Regions from separate parts of the Mus musculus genome. Here regions 2 and 3 are each linked to region 1. The links are chromatin contacts, called in public HiCAR-type and promoter capture Hi-C maps. All regions are on one chromosome and are shown on one strand. The core of a region is the stretch at or near the end of the contact, and the rest is flanking DNA. Distances in the headings are between cores, read along the strand shown. Region 1 holds the start of 4930570G19Rik (RIKEN cDNA 4930570G19 gene). Region 2 holds the start of Rabggtb (Rab geranylgeranyl transferase, b subunit). Region 3 holds the start of Depdc1a (DEP domain containing 1a).

Region 1 (3,564 bases), core at 621-3,120:
TTTTTTTGGGGGGGGGAGGCAGGGGGACAGTGTAGGTGGGTCTATGGGAAGTGAAGAGCAAGGCAGGGCAGGGAGCCCTGTTTAGCGCTAAGCTTGACTGGTCATCAATTTATATCCAATGGGAAAGGAAATCTTCCCCTGGGCATACTTGGTAGTGTGGCTTCTGAGGAAAACAGGCTAGGGAGACCTTTCACCGACAAACACTCTGTTCATGCTCAGCTCAGTGAAAATAGGGGAAGACAAGAGGCAAAACTACAGACAGAAGAGAAAGGGAAGTGTGTGTTGGGGGTTGGGGGGTGCACGTGTGGAGTGAGTGTGGAGTGTGCATCCTTTAAACACTGGGGGGGGGGGTTCTGAGTGTGAATCATTTCTCACAGGAGGGAAGTGCCAGTGTATGAGAGGATGGGAGAGCTGAGAGGGAGTGTGCTCATAAAATCGAGATTTATGGGATCTGAATATGGTACTGGACCTTGAGTGTGGGTGTGACAGAAAAGTGCATGGGAGGCAAAGCTGGAGACAGATGATGGTCTGGGAGGGGAAGACAAGGGCTATGGTGAGGACCGGAAATTAGTGGAAAGGGAAATCTGGAAAAACAGGGAGAATAAGGAATGACAGGAACTAAGGTGTGAGGGAAACACTGGGAACACTATAGCATAGGAGTAAACCAGAGACTGGAGGCAATAGGGGTGACTGAAGAGGGAGTTGGAGAAATGGGATAGGGGACAGAGGAAGAGGGAAACACAGAAGGAAAGCAGCTACAGGAGGGGGAAAAAAGCTGAATGGAATATTTGGATCTTACTGTTCAAGTGAGAGGGAAAATAAATGGAGCACAGAGCCAGCAGTTGAGAAAAGTCGCTTACGGAGTGAAGCAGAAACAAGCCCTGTAAACTTGTCAGACTCCTGGAGTACCGCTGGCAGCAGAGCGGAGACCTGGCTCCAAAGTGGCACCTGCCCCTCCTTCAAGCCCCACACTTCCTAAGCCCGGGCTGCTTGGAAAGCGCTTTTCCCTCTCTCCCTAATCCAGCCAGACCCCTGCCCCGGGGTCCGAGAAGCCCAGGAAGGGTCATGCGTGGCTAGCCTGAGGTGTGGTGTTTTTGCTCGTGAGCAACAGCAGGATTCACTCTGGGTGTAAAGCAAGGTGCAGAGAGGGAAAGGGACGGAAAGACAGACTGAGGCAAGTGTAGAGAGGGCGCGCGGTCCCTACCTGAGCACCGCTGTGTCACCTTTCCTCACCAGCATGTTGTCCACGGCCGCCCAAGGGAAGTCCACGCTCTGCCCGGCCGGGAGGCAAGAGCACAGGCTCAGAAGCACCGCCGCCAGCCACTGGTTCGAGCAACAAGCGCCCTGCGCCAGGAGCACCATGTCCGTGCCTGCCAGGCTGCTCGCTCTCCGGCAGCGTCGGCTCCCACCCCCTGCTGCTGGCGAGGCTGCCCGATAACCAGGCGGCGCGCCACACGAGATTTTTTTTCCTCTTTTCCTTTTTCTGAGTGGGTGGGTGGGTTTCTTCTCTTTCTCGCCCCCTCCCTAGTTGTCGGGCGTAGTTTCCCTCTTTCCCCGGCCTCGCCTCCTTTCTGCTCCTCTGCAGCTTGCCTTCCCTCCCTCCCCTCCCGCCCCCTGGCACCGCGCTCCACCTCCTTCGGGGCGCCCGGCCGCGTCCGGAGCGTGGCTAATCCCTGGCGGCCGCACACCGTCCTGCGAGGCTGCGAGCAGAGCGCGGGAGGCGGCGCAGGCAGCGCGGGGCGCAGCAGCGGCCGGCGGCCCCCGGGCTCGCGCGCGTTGCCAAGCGGCCGTTTCCGTAGCAACCCCGCCCAGGGATGGAGGACCAGGCAGGGAGGGGGGCCGGAGAAGCGAAAGAGATAGATCAAAAAGAGGAAAGAAGAGGGACTGGGAAGCTAGGGCGACTGAGGATACGCCGAGGTCTAGTCCGGCTTGGCAGCGCGAACTAGAGAGCTTTGCGAGCCGCGGGGCTGGGAAGTCAGGGCATAAGGGCCAGGCCTGCCCTCTGGTGCTTTCGGCTCCTCGGGCCCCCGACTTTAAAGTGCTCAAGTTGGGGTCGGCGCCATCATGACGCCTGAGACTGAGTGAGTTGGCTTTTTTTGTTGTTGTCTTGTATTTTTTTTTTAATCCTGACTAGCTAATAGCGCTGTTAATAAACTGCCAGTTAGCTCTCTCTTCTCTCTCTTCCTCTCCTCTCCTCTCCTCTCCTCTCCTCTCCCCTCCCCTCCCCTCCCCTCCCCTCCCCTCCCCTCCCCTCCCCTCTCCTCTCCTCTCCTCTCCTCTCCTCTCCTCTCCTCTCCTCTCCTCTCCTCTCTTCTCTCCCCTTCCTGTTTCCTTCCCTCCGTTCCTTATTTTTCCTTTAGTGGGGGTATTTCTTTTCACCCTCTCTTGGAGATAAGCAGGGATTGTGGCGGCGCTGCTGCTTTACGGGGACAGTATAGTGATTCGGGCATGCCGACCGAAAGCTAGTGCGTGTGTGAGTCCGCCTGTGCGTACTGGAGAACGCCTGCCCTTCTCTGTGCGTCTTGATACTAACTTGCGCATGAGTGTGTGTGCGCGTGTGGTGTCAGCACAGAGTGTCCACTTGTGAGAGGGAGATGGAGTGTGCAGGGCGCGTGCTGGGCCCGGGAGCGCGCGACACGCAGGCGCAACGGGAGGGATGGGCGGGCCTTACTGGGATGCAGAGTTGGAGGAGGCTGCAATCAGTGTTTTAATTGTGTGGAGCTAGGCGGTCCTGTTATGTAAGAGGCAGTTTAACCCATTTGAGCCTACTGGGCGGAAGGCTTGCGCATTCGGTTGAAGCCAAGGCATTCCTCGGCTTTAAAGAGTCCCAGTTGTATTTTTTTTTTTCACCGCCTCCCAGTTGGGGTGGACCTGCATCCTTTGAGCAGTAACCTCAACCCCTCAAGGGGCAAGCAGTGTCCCGCGGATCTGCTAGCCTACGCCCAGGTCAGGGCAAAACAGGGTACAAGGCACGGGGGTCACCCCATAGTCCACTCTTCCCCCCCCCCCACCCCCTTTCTGGCACTCATTTTCAACCCTAAGATCCTAGAGGTCTTCCAGGCGATTTGCAAATCAATGAGAGAATCTGAATCCAGAACAGCGATTCCAGTGCCCATGAGGAGTTTGGGAAGCTGGTGGTTAGAAATAACTTACCCTCACCACTTGGTTTCCCCCACCTTCCGCCTGTAGCGGTATTTACAAAACACATTCGTCTTTCACTGGTGCTCATTTGAACTCCTTTATTTATTTATTTATTTATTTATTTATTTATTTATTTTATTCTTTTATTTTTTTCTGAACGCCAGCAGGGCCCCGCGGCAGAGCGCACTGAAGCAAGGATCTCTGCAGGGGTCAGCATCCGGCTTCCTCCCCAGACTGAGCTCTTGATGAGGCAGGCAGGAGTCATAGATGTTGGTGGTACCCAAGGTGGCTTTTTATTTTTTATTTTTATTTATCACGTTGTCTAAGGATAGATGGGGTAGGGCCAGCAATTCACATCACCCGGGACCACCCAGACTGACTATCCAGGAGCCTCTAAGCAACATCACCACCCTGCAGAAGATT
Region 2 (3,486 bases), core at 414-2,913, 2.6 Mb after region 1:
TTTTTTTAATGAATATAAGCATAGATATTCAGAAGGCAGCCAACAAACTTTAAAATGAGAAGTGTGGCACACAATTTGTATTTTACGATTACAGCATTTTCCAGTTTAGACTGGCCACATTCCAATCCCTCCCGTGGCTGTATCTGACATCTTGGCTTTAGAGTGATAAATGAACTTATAACTAGTTAGTTGCATTGCAGCTATAGTTCTTTAGGGTGGGGAGGCATACTTTATTCTTTGAAGAGGCAAACTGGGCGGGGGAGATCGCATGCCTAGCATTTTCAGTTGTGAGTTCAAGGCCCAGGACTTTAAAAAAAGGTTAAAAATGAAGAGGTTAAACCATATTAATTTACCAGCACAGAGTGGAAAAATTAACCTTATTTTAATGATTTCTGGGATCAAAACGAAGCATGTATTTTCACCTGGTGTCTTTCAAGGATCTTTCCATAGCAATATATGTGGCGCTTTTTGATTAGCTGGGTAACAGACACTCTATAACTGATCAATCTTCGAGGGTATTGGGGATAGGGACTCGAGCTCAGGTTGGCTTCCAAGTGCCTACACAGCTGAGGATTTGGATCACTGATCCTCCTGCCTCCGCTTTCCCAGTGCTGGGATAACAGGTCTGCACTAGCACTCCGGGTTTGAACGCTGTGGTTGACATCAATGTCCAGGCTCCTTGAATGCTAAGGAAAGCTCTTTGCAAACTGAGCGACATGGGGTCCTTCAGGCAGACTCGTAGCCGGCTGCATCGTGACCGCGGAGTCCTTCAGGCAGGTGTGCGACCGGCTAAATCGCGGCCGCGGGGTCCTTCGGGCAGAGCGTGGCCAGCTACGTAGGGCGTGGGCGGCCGGGCGGGCGCGTGTGCGCAGGCGCGCGGGCCCTGACTCCCCGTGCTCCCGCGCGCTTCAGTCTTTCGGCGGTCGGACATGGTGAGAGCACCGTCGCTGCGGTGCGCGGAGGCAGGGGTGGTCTGGGCGGTGGGTCGGGCTGCGGGGCATCGCGGGCTCGCACAGCATGGGGAACAGGCGGGCCTGCAAGGCGATCATTCTTGTGGGGCCCAGGCTGGCCTGGAGCTCTCCGCAATGCCCCTGCCTCGGCCTCCTTAGGCCATACTTGGACTGCCGCTTGAGCTGTGTATGGCTCAGCGTTTTCTGCACTTCTCGAGGCCTGGGATCTTATCCGCGGACCGTGGGCGAGCCTTCCTGGATTGGGCCGCCTGATATTTTTTCTTAACATCGGGGACTTGTACGTGCCTGTATTTTGAAGGTTACATGATCATTTACGAATGTTGTTTCATAGTTAAACATTTTAACTGGGATGGAAGGAAGTCGGCCTTGGCCCACGCCTTTTAATCCTAACACTCTTGGATTAAAGAAGTGAGGCAGAAGCAGGTGGCCTGGTCTACACAGGGAGTTCCAGACCAGACAGGGCTTCATAGCCGAGACTCTGAATAAAGTAGGAAATTTATTTTGGCAATCGCTTTGACCTACTTATTGGGTGAGTCTTAGAATCGAAGGTGGAATTTGGAGCTAATGGGTCTGATTATTTAGCAAAGGGGTTAGCATGTGAAGACTGTAGAAAGGTGCGCTGAAGCCTCAAACTTGTTAAGCAAGAGTGTGTATTTCTGGCATAACTCAAAAGATAAGCGTCAAGATTCGGGTCAATGATGAGCTGGCATGTATTCTGAATCTAAAGTTGATTATAAACCACTTTAGCTCTAGAATTACTCTGAGACCTGAAAGAAAAAAAGTACTGAGATCTGGCTATGTGTGAGTCTGAGATGTCACGATTTCCGGATGGTGAATGGGATCTCTGCTTTTTTCTTGGAAGGGCACACAGCAGAAAGACGTTACTATCAAGTCAGATGCGCCTGACACCCTGTTGCTGGAGAAGCATGCCGATTATATTGCTTCCTATGGCTCAAAGAAAGATGATTATGTGCGTATGATTCTTTTTTCTGTTGAAAGGTTTCTAAGACTAACAGCAATAAGTATAATACTTACTTGTATAATACTAATTGAGAGGCCTGATTTAAAATGTATTATAGGTGTACCTTGTATATCAGAGGTTGGTATTTGACCACATCAGTCATGTGCTGGTACATAAAGGGCGGAAGTGCAGGGCTGCAGGTAGAAGGGGTTTGCTCATTTCTGTCTGGGGTAAAACCTTGAAGGTCAATGATGTGTTGGCATGTATTATCTGAATTCGCTGATGTGTCATAACACTTTAGCTCTAGAATTACGCTGAGACCTTGAAAAGGTTTTACCTAAACTTGATGTAATGGTGTGCCTGGGGAAATGGCCGGGGAGGTTGCCAGCAGCAAGCAGGGGTGGCTGAGTTTGAGAAGGCCCAAGCTGTGGGGGGACCCTCCAAGGAGGAGTCATTTGGGTAAAAGTATTTGTGCAGCAGCTCTCTGTCTTAGAGAGCGTGGCATTTGACTGTCTTTACAACTTTTCAGTTAGTGGGAATCATAGGCCCAAATGTGTGGCCTTCTTGCCAACTGTGCACCTGGTTCTTTTGGGTTTGGTTTGGCAGCACGCCAGTGAGGCCTTCACCTGAATAAATGCTTGTGAGGTAATGCTTCATTTGGTTCCCATCTTTAGCGTCATTTATCTTTCCGTATTCATAGACTTCATTTGTAGAATGCAATAATTGATGCTTAGTAAACAGTAGGCATCAATACTGCTTTTGGTTAATTCACCTGAGGTTAGCACTTGGAGACTAAGAGTATTGGCTCTCAATCTTCTTGCTGCTGTGACCTTTCCTAACAGTTCTACGTGTTGTGGCGATCTCCGACCATGAGATAACTTTTGTTGCTACTTACTTCATAACTAGTTTCATTGTTAGGAATCAGAATGTGGGGCCCAAAGGGTCGGCAACCGCCACTCTAAAGCCTTACGAGTTGTTCACAGCTGACTTAGGTAGAGGTGGGTTATGTAAAGTCAGAGTGGCAAATCTGAGATGCTTCTCCTAGGAATACTGCATGTCTGAATACCTGAGAATGAGCGGCGTCTATTGGGGCCTGACTGTGATGGACCTCATGGGACAGCTTCATCGCATGAACCGAGAAGAAATCCTGGTGTTTATCAAGTCGTGCCAGCATGAGTGTGGGGGAATAAGTGCTAGCATTGGGCACGACCCCCACCTTCTGTACACGCTCAGTGCTGTCCAGGTGAGCCCTTGTGAAACCTTGCCACTTGCTGTGACCACCCAAAGGCTACTTCCCACAGGTCAGTGATGTCATGGCATGTATTAGCTGAATGCTAACCTGATGCAAGTTACAAATTACACTGAGACCTTGGAAGGTGAACTCCTTGTGTATGTTAATTGAAGCACAGTCCAGTTCAAATTTGGTTTCAATGAAGAGCCAGAGGATAGTTAAAGCCCTACCTGTTTCTTACCTTATCAAGGGAACAAGAAGTTTATAGTAAGCTTGAGAGGGCCTGGTGGGTGACTCTGATCCAGGACAAACCTGTGACACCC
Region 3 (3,453 bases), core at 642-3,141, 2.9 Mb before region 1:
GATTTCTGGCATGCAGCAATTATAATGCCAAAGGGCTTTTAATGCTAGGTATTTAGTACAGTATCTCTTATGAAGATTCCTATAGTGCTGGGCCTAGTGGCAAAGCTTGGTGGATCTCTGTGAGTTCAAGTACAACCTGGTCTGCATGGTGAGTAGCAGGACAGCCAGAACCACATAGAAAGACCTGCCTTAAAACAATCAATCAAGCAAACAAATATCTATAAGGAACATAGATAGTAGAGATAAAATGATTAGTAAAACAAATCCATTGCACATTTAATGAACTTATGAATATTTATGTAAAGAAAACCATTTATTTTCTGAGTTACCTTCAAATACATCAACTTTCTAGATTTGTGACATCAACACTAGAACATAATACAATTAACACAACTTTTTAATAGAAAAAAATCATGTTAGAAACAGATTATTAACCTTATATATGAGACTATTAATTATATTACTACTGTATCACGTGTAAGATCACAATATTGGTTTTACAGCTGAAAAACAGTAAATATAATTATTTTTCCCCAAACCTCTCTCATTACTTTCAAGAAACTGTACTGAACTGCTTCACCACAGTAATAAAGTAACATGTGACTCTGCACTCACAGATGTCACAATATTTTTGAAATGTGATGGATTTGTAAGTTCCCAGGCTGAAACATTTTGTATTTGCTTAAACTTTAGTCTTACTTTTTGTTTATAAATCTTTGTTCTTTCCTTCCCTGTACCTCAGTATCCTTGTATTAATATCTATCTTGTGGTAATCAACAAAACCCTTATTTTATGTAAATTTTTGTTAGTACTTGACATTTTTGTGTGTGGGGGGTTGCTTATGTTACTTTCATATAAGATGGTAAATTCATATAAGATGTGACAGGACTACCTCATTAAGGTACATTTCAAAACTAAATTCCATCCTTTCTACTGATAAACATAACCACCACTACTTGTTGAGCACTAGAATATCAAGATCACCCTGACAGAAAGTGGTACATTTTCTAGTTCTTCCATCCATCATTTATGTGGCTTTCAGAGAGTTCCTTCTTTGAAACTTAGTTCCCACAAGGTAAAGTAGGGCCAGCATTTGTGAGAAGACAATTTGCTTGTTATTCTATAGACTATCACACATTCTCATACACAGAATATTTTTAGAAAATCTCTTAAAGTGGGCATGTATTGTGCCATTGTACCAATGTGGAAACTGAGGTTAGGTGAATCTCAATGTAATCCAAATGCGCAGCCCCAGTGACTATTAAAAGTGATTACTAAAGTACTCGGGGTTTAGGTTGAATAGTTCTTTCCTAGTGCTACTCACAAATTCTATAGGGTCAATAAGCCAAGCTGTCATGCCTGGGCTTCCAGACTTGAAACTTTAATTTCTAATTCTGAGAGGCTGTAGATTACAAGTGAAAAGTGGCTAAGACTATTATGCGAATCAGGGGGAAAGAAGACATCTGAGGAGTTGTCTCGCAGAGTCAGAAAGTGATACAATTTTGGGGTAGAGCACTTTGGATCTGAAACTGAGAAATACCAGAGAGGAGTGCAAATCAAAGACCCGGACAGGAGCAGCTGCATCTCAGCACCTTTCCCTCAGCACCTTTCTCCGAAATCTAGGCGCCTTGGCTCACTCGGGATACCAGATCCCTGGCTCACGAATCTAGTAGCTCTGAATCCCCTCAGGAAACTTTTTTACACCCAGGATCCCTCGGAAAACCTCGGTCTCTGGTCCCTCTCCTCCACGTTCTTACCAGCTTGGTGGCCCGGTAAGGTCCAAGAGGAGCACCCTGACGCTCCATGCTATCATTGCCGGGCTGAGAGGCTGCGGAAAGTGCGCGGTAGCAGGAACCTCTGTGGCCTGGAGTTGGTGTCGGAAACAACTGCCGCGCTGCTGATTTGAATATCTCCGAGCGAAGCTGATTGGCGGCGCCATTGAGTCACATGATGCTACACGGAGGGGAAGGCGCTGTGACGCGAGCACAGCTTGTCTGGGTGGTGCAGGAGAGCTGTGGAGCACAGAACCAAAGCGATTGTATAGCTAAAGAATGGCACGACAGCAGAAACGACTCTCCCTTCTTGATTCTAGGGGCTCTTCAGCAATGTTAATATAAGCCAGGCTGGGTTTCACCCGGACACTACCCCTAAAAGACCTCGGTGTGTGTTTGTTTATTTTCTTTCAAGCTCTGTCTCTGTCTGTCTCTCTGTCTCTGTTTGTCTCTGTCTCTCTCTGTCTCTCTCTGTCTCTCTCTCTCTCTCTGTCTCTCTCTCTGTCTCTCTCTCTGTCTCTGTCTCTCTGTCTCTTTGTCTCTCTGTCTCTTTGTCTCTCTCTCTCTCTCTCTCTCTCTCTCTCACACACACACACACACACACACACACACACAAGTTTCAAACCCTGGACAAGCAGCTTAGATACCTATTTGACATATCAAAACAGACTTTACTTGCAGGTTTCCCTATCATCTTTCAGTCCCTACCTGTTAGAGGGTAGTGCTGGCTTATGTGACATGTGTACACCAAATGTCTATATTTGCCATGATTTAATATGATTTTTTCAATTAAGATGAATTATTACTGTTTAAAAATCAGTTGTCTTTAGTTGTACTGTTTTATAGGACCAAGATACATACATTTGTGTGTTCACACCTCTGTAAAAATTCCTTTGACTTGCTCTTCTATCACCTTCTAGAAAAGGTAGTGATTTATATAATAACAATGACATAGAAATCATTTGCACAGAATAGTGAAAACATTATGAATTTTTGTTGTCGTTGTTGAGAAAAGGTCACCAAAAAGTCTGGAAATTAACCTTTATAGTAGAAATTCATAGAAAAAGGAACATTCTCTTAAAGTAGTTGACATTTATTTATAAATTTCACATCATCTGTTTTCTTGTCCACATTTTACTTGCAGTACCAACATTTTCTTTCTCCGTCTACTTCTCTTATTCTTTTGCACGATCTTTAATATGTATGTGTATTTACTAATATGTGTATTTGTATATGGTCTGATTTATTCGCTGCTTTACTAGCTTCATGAAGAGAAGATTTATTGAAAAATTGGAAGAACATCAATCTGGATGAATGGGTCTGTAAAGGTTTACTCTATGCAAAAAAAGTTGTCTCTTTTAGAAGTTTTTCTCTTAATTTGCCTAAATTTACACTGAGCACACATTCATGATTTATATAAGTTGTGAAGTAAATAAATCAATGATGTATTTTCTAAATCACTATGATAACCTTAATGAACTATGTGGAATGTGTGGAAAAGTTATGAAGCCTTTCTTTTTGGTAGGGTCTGTTTAAGAAGGAAATACCAGAGCTGATTGTGATTTAGAGTGAGCCACATGGAGAGAGGGTGTTTATTGAGAAAATAAACAGAATCATGAAGCCATGGTAGAATGGAGTTTTAAGGGGATTTTAAGAGTGATATGAAGTTGTACAGGCAAAG

What was found. Promoter capture Hi-C pulls out the DNA fragments that hold promoters and counts their contacts. HiCAR-type assays count read pairs that join an accessible place to other places.
Region 2: a HiCAR-type map of astrocytes shows a contact between it and region 1, with 5 times the contacts expected there. The contact joins the promoter of Rabggtb here to the promoter of 4930570G19Rik in region 1. A contact is called at or near these places in 2 of 39 promoter capture datasets (the 3T3-L1 cell line and hippocampal neurons) and 1 of 115 datasets of contacts at active chromatin or transcription factors (astrocytes).
Region 3: a contact with region 1 is called in a promoter capture Hi-C map of cranial neural crest. The contact joins the promoter of Depdc1a here to the promoter of 4930570G19Rik in region 1. A contact is called at or near these places in 2 of 39 promoter capture datasets (cranial neural crest and liver).

Annotation. Positions count from the first base shown.
Region 1 is chr3:156,559,993-156,563,556 of GRCm38.p6, reverse strand. 4930570G19Rik (RIKEN cDNA 4930570G19 gene) reads left to right here and starts at 1,870. Exons shown (of 4, transcript NR_040399.1): 1 at 1,870-2,081. It overlaps Negr1 (neuronal growth regulator 1), which reads right to left and starts at 1,763. Exons shown (of 7, transcript NM_001039094.3): 1 at 1,205-1,763. The coding sequence starts at 1,362.
Region 2 is chr3:153,910,380-153,913,865 of GRCm38.p6, reverse strand. Rabggtb (Rab geranylgeranyl transferase, b subunit) reads left to right here and starts at 1,663. Exons shown (of 8, transcript NM_011231.2): 1 at 1,663-1,941; 2 at 2,978-3,175. The coding sequence starts at 1,807. Gm24494 (a small nucleolar RNA gene) reads left to right here and starts at 2,176; the gene lies at 2,176-2,256. Snord45c (small nucleolar RNA, C/D box 45C) reads left to right here and starts at 1,677; the gene lies at 1,677-1,737. It overlaps Snord45b (small nucleolar RNA, C/D box 45B), which reads left to right and starts at 3,255; the gene lies at 3,255-3,299.
Region 3 is chr3:159,493,871-159,497,323 of GRCm38.p6, reverse strand. Depdc1a (DEP domain containing 1a) reads right to left here and starts at 1,891. Exons shown (of 12, transcript NM_001172092.1): 1 at 1,758-1,891. The coding sequence starts at 1,805.